Regions from separate parts of the Canis lupus genome. Here region 1 is linked to region 2. A link is a contact called in public Hi-C data. All regions are on one chromosome and are shown on one strand. The core of a region is the stretch at or near the end of the contact, and the rest is flanking DNA. Distances in the headings are between cores, read along the strand shown.

Region 1 (2,700 bases), core at 24-2,523, 60 kb after region 2:
CCGTGTATGTCGATTTGTCCAACCAAGAGCGTGACTTACTCGTCCCTTCTCCTGTAAGTGGACATTTACATTGTTTCGCTATGAACAGTCTTGCACGGGCTCGTGATGATTATTTATATATCATATACATGTGATCCATTATGTAACAATATATTAGATACATTTAATTCCTTAACATGCGGTTTAGCAGGAGAGACACTAACGTGCATGAGCCATGAGCGATACATGCAAAGACAGGCATTAGGTTTCCAGAAAGGTACAAAAGACCGTGGGCTGTCCCGAGCAGGATGAGGCCACACTCCAGCAAAGCGAGCGACATTTAGGGCTACAGTAGGACACCACCCAGTTTCAGTCCTTGATTGCTTTCTCTCGTCCGAGGGTTCCACACGTGCCCGTTCATTTTTTTTTTTGCAACCAGAGCGCATGCAGCTCCACCGGGAGGGAACCCGGGACGGACGGGGTGAGCTAGCACGAGGGTGGCCGTGCAGAGTCCGCAGCAACAGCTGCAGCCGGAGACCTCGGGGCAGCGCCAGGGCACCGCAGTGACAGCTCCGGGCGGACGCCGGGGCAAGCGCCCCCGGGAGTCCCGGAAAGCTGAGCAGACGGGGATGCACGGAGGGCTCAGACACCTGCCTCCAGGTGTCTCTGCACCCGCACCCACCCTGCCGCCAGGTCGGCAGCTGCAACGCGAGGCTCGGACTCGCCCCCCCACCCCGCGCCCAGAGCAGCGGCTTCACAGCCCGGCCTCTTCCCGCGGCGCCTCCTCGCTTTACGCCAACTCCGTAAGCGCGCGCTCAGGCCGACCCCGCCGCTTCCGCAGCTCCCGAGCCGGCGCGCAGTCGCGCGGGGCGGCACTCGCGGGGGCCATCTTTAATTCGGGCAAAACCCCACCCTCGTCGCCCACCGGCCACTCCCTCTCCTCGTCCCCGGGCTTTTCGCCCACACACCGAACGCGCTTTAACCTCAGAAGCAGTGTCGAAGAAACACGCGTAAAGGCCTGACTACCCACGCCCCCCCGCCCCTCCCTCCCGCGGAGGGGGCCGAACCCCGCCGGTTTAAACATGGCGGCTAAACCTGGGCAGCGAAAGAGCGCCGATGCCAGTGAAGTCATGTTCGAAATGGAGAGAGTCGGCGGGGCCGGGCGGGAGTAATCTCGCGAGAGCGGCGCTGGCGTCGGCTGGGCCCGGAAGCCTCGTCGGAGGGGGAGGGGGAGGGGCGGGGCGGGGGCGGGGGCGGAGGAGGGAGCGGGAGTCGGGCGCGAGCCAGTGGCGGAGTCCGCCCGCTGTCGCCTGCGTAAGCGGGGCCGCGACGCGGGGCGGCTGCGCCGCGGAACCGGCGTAGGCGGCTTTGGAGAATCGGCGGGCTGCGCTGCGCCCGGGCTGGTCGCGGCGGGGGGAGGGGATGTCGGTCAGTGCGAGGTCCGCTGCTGCTGAGGAGAGGAGCGTCAACAGCGGCACCATGGGTGAGTCTCAGCTTTGGGCCGCCGCGGCTCCGGGTCGGCGGCGCCGGGCTCGGGGCCGGGCGGGGGGGTCGCGCCGCCGGGCCCGGCTGGGGGAACGCCCTGCGGCGACGCGGGGAGCTGGCGGAGGCGGGTGGGCCCCGGCGGGCCCGGGGCGCGGCGGCGGCGGCGGCGGGCCCGGGGGGAGGGGAGGGGAGGGGAGGGGACGGGGCGGCGGTGACAGTTTGAACTGAATGCGGGGAGAGCCGAGGCGGCGGCGTTTCCTGCGCGGGAGCGGGGGGCCGTGAGCCGCGGCCTCGCCCGCCCGCCCCCCGGGGCGCCCCCTGCCGCCCCCTGCCGCCCCCGCCCCCGCCCGGCCCGCCGCCGCCCGCGGCCCTGTCTCCTCCGGCCGGCGGCTGCCCCCGCGGCGCGGCGCGGCTGGGCTCGTGGGGAGCGGGCCTGGCGAGGAGGGTGGGGACGTGTGTGCGCGCCCGGGCGGCGGCGGGGAGGGAGGAAGGAGGATGCACCAGGCTGGAGCGGCGGCGGCGGCGGCTGCAGAGGCTCCAGCAGCCGCGTCGCCTCCTCGCTGCTGCTGCTGCTGCTGCTGCTGCTCCTGCTCCTCCTCGCCTCTCGGGGTTCCCTTTCCCCAGGCGCGGCCCCGCAGGCCGGTGGATGGCGGGCGAGGCTGGAGCGCGGAGACCCAAGGCGCTGCTTTGGGCTTGATTTTTAGGAAAAAGGGGCGAGAGAACGCCTGGGGAGGGCTTCCCCCGGACCCCCGGACCCCGGGCCCCGCGCCCCCAGGCCTGGAAAGGGTGGGGAGGGTCGCTGGAAAAGGGAGGGAGTTGGAAATACCGGTGATGTTTAAGGACGTTGATTCTTGAACGTATTTCAGTGTTCTCAGTTCTTCTCTCCAGAAGCCCTTTCATTTCCTCTCCTCCCCCACGTATTGGAAAAAGAACAAGGCCGTTTCATTCACATTTTCCACTCCTGAGTTCCATTGCCTACGGTGCGTATAGTAGGAAATAAAGCAACCGAGAGGTTTCGGACACGTTTCCATTTGCCAAGTTAGGTTTTGGGAGTGCACGGTTTCAAGTCTGGTTGGTGTGTGTGTGTTGGTTTTTTCTTTTTCTTTTTTTCTTTTTCTTTCTTTCTTTCTTTTTTTTTAATTAGAGCGTAGGGAAAGGATTTGTGGCGTCCAGGTGTTTGCTTGATTACTGAAGTAACTGATTGTAGCGAGTTTATGGTTATAGTTGAACTTTAGG
Region 2 (2,700 bases), core at 18-2,517:
CTATGTCTGCAGACCTGGGGGGCCTATCAAAGGCTGTTCTGCCCAAGTTCTGGGCAATGGAAACTGTGTGAGCTGAATGGTAAGCTCATCTAAACGTTGAAAGGATGGGGAAGTCTTGTTCCTCCCCCTCTGAGGGAACTTTACAAATGACCTTGACAGCCCCTCAAAACCTACAGAACCAAATTTTTCACAACCCTCTTTATTTCTCCTTTTGTTTTCTTTCTTTTTCCTCCTTTTTCTTCCTTCTTCATGTCTTTTCTCCCTTTTGCTTCCTGTATTTATTCTTGTCATTCCCTCCTTCTCTCCTGTTTCCCCAACTCTTCTTCCTCTTCCCCAGGAAAGGTGATACTTTGGTTTAGTCACTTAATCAGAGCTGTTTTAAAACTTAAGAAAGATAATGAGGGGATCCCTGGGTAGCTCAGCAGTTAAGCGCCTGCCTTTGGCCCAGGGCGTGATTCTGGAGTCCCAGGATCGAGTCCCATGTCGGGCTCCCAGTATGGAGCCTGCTTCTCCCTCTGCCTGTGTCTTCACCTCTCTTTCTCTCTATGTATATCATGAATAAATAAATAAAATCTTTAAAAAGAAAAAAAAAGGAAAGATAATGAACTGGAAAGGGCCTTGAAAAAGTATACTTTAAACTTACACAATGCTATATGTCAATTATGACACTTTGCTCCATTTTTCCCCCCCACCCCTCTCATGTCCCATCCCTGGCAACCACCAATCTGTTCTAAGAGTTTTTCTAGACCCCACATGTAAGTGAGCTTGTACAGAATCTTTCTCTAGCTGACTTATTTCACTTAGTATAATGCCCTCAAACACTAAGTCTTTTAAAATTGTAAGTTTCTGTAGAGTATATTTTATACCTTAAAAAATGTTTCCAAAAAATCCCCAACAGGGGCACCTGGGTGGCTCAGTGGTTGAGCGTCTGCCTTCAGCTTGGGTCGTGCTCCCTGGGTCCTGGAATCGAGTCCCACATCGGGCTCCCCGCAGGGAACCTGCTTCTCCTTCTGCCTACGTCTCTGCCTCTCTCTGTGTCTCTCATGAATAAATAAATCTTAACAACAACAACAAAAAAATCCCCAACAGGAAGAGACATAGTGAGTGTTAAAAGGTGAGAACGATAAATGTCTTGAGAGGTCAATGTCCCACCCTGACCCATTCTCAGGAGTATTTGTTTCACCAGGAAACAGGGGAAGCTCTGGCTTGAAGTGAAACAGGGCCCCACATAGGCAAGAGCATTGCTAGACCACAGGTCTTGCTCTTAAACCACAACTCCACACCCCAGCCACACATGAGATTGGGGCGGAGCTCTTGCTTCATTCCTGTAATAAACAGGTTCTCACCTTTGCAGTTCTTATGAGCCTTTTTACATAAATATGCACATGTGTTCAGTCTTTCTTAGCGATGGCATTATGATATGAGTATCTCTCTCTTCAGAATCTATTTAAAACTAGGTATTTCAGCTGTTGGAGTGAATTAAAATTATTAAGTACTACATAAAATATATTTTGGTCAGCTGAGCCTAATTTTAGACCATGACCATAGACACTCATCAGCACAACCACTGCCCTCACAGCACTGCAGCATCTGCCTGCCTCTACTGATGTGATTGGCAACTTTTGTGACTTGGAGAGTAGATTCAAGTGTAGCTGCTTGGATAACCAGAACCCAAAAATCTATGAGGGATGATATGGATTCGCTTTCCACCTGGCGTTTTGGACTTGGTTTTAAGCATCAGTGGTTGGAAGTGAGGGCCAGGAAGTGGGGAAAATATTCAGAAGAAACCTTTACTTTTCTCATTCTCAAAGATTATTGCATCAGATCCCAGGTGTTAAGGTGTATAGCACAGACCTGAGAGGCAAGAAGCCTTATTCTCTGCTTGTTTGTGGAATGTCGCTCTGCTCAGACAACCCAAGGGCTGATGGCCTTGGCAGCACCGGGAAAGACTATGGACTTGGCACCAGCTCTCACCAGCATCGCTCTCATGATGGGCGGTTACAGCACTGGCTCTTTCCAAGTGACCCTGCGGGAAGCAGACCAGGAGGAGCCAGAGCAGGAGGGAAAGGACCAGGTGGGTCTGCGTGGTTGTGGCGGCTGGTGTGTAAGCACGAATGACACATCCTGTTGGGGACGCCCTGAAATAGCTGGAGGACACGGAGGTCAAGCTAAGATCCTGTTGTTACTTTTGTAATTTGGACATCAAAAGGAAACACGGCCTGATTTTACATCGTCTGGGAGAACTGGACGTGCTGTAACTAAACTATAATTGTAGTTAATGGGCTACTTTATAAGTAACCTAATTTCACAGAATAATTGGTGGCTTACAATAAAATGAGATTGGTGACTTACAATAAAATAAGGAGGTTATAGCCATTGCCAAAAATGTCTATGGATTGGAAAGATTAATACACAAGCAAAAAAATGTGAATTAAGTTCTGCAAAAAGAGAAAAATACAGAGCTTGGAAAGAATGAGACTTGCTTCATGGATAGCTTATTACCACGAGTTCTAGCATTTCTTTTTTCTTTTTTTTTTTTTCTAGCATTTCTTTTTAAGAAGACCCTTGGAGTGGAAATGTGGATGGAAGATGGATGGAGGACTGTCTTGGCATTGACATGTCACTCTACATTTTTTTTTTAGATACATTTTTCTTTTTTAAAATTTTTAAAACTAAATTCAATTTAGTTAACATATAGTA

Evidence for each region. A called contact is a pair of places that touch in the nucleus more often than the background predicts.
Region 1: a contact with region 2 is called in a Hi-C map of blood, with 2.4 times the contacts expected there. The contact joins the promoter of SEPTIN7 here to the enhancer-like site in region 2. A contact is called at or near these places in 2 of 9 Hi-C or Micro-C datasets (amygdala and blood).

Annotation. Positions count from the first base shown.
Region 1 is chr14:47,474,685-47,477,384 of UU_Cfam_GSD_1.0, forward strand. SEPTIN7 (septin-7) reads left to right here and starts at 1,274. Exons shown (of 14, transcript XM_038557328.1): 1 at 1,274-1,462; 2 at 2,331-2,446. The coding sequence starts at 1,402.
Region 2 is chr14:47,415,119-47,417,818 of UU_Cfam_GSD_1.0, forward strand. No RefSeq gene overlaps it. Among named protein-coding and RNA genes, the nearest start is that of HERPUD2, 35 kb to the left of the region's middle. Within about 2 kb of position 1,268, at least 4 of the 20 cell types and tissues checked have an H3K27ac peak or open chromatin away from gene starts, as enhancers often do. A contact at or near this core is called in blood, where this site is marked.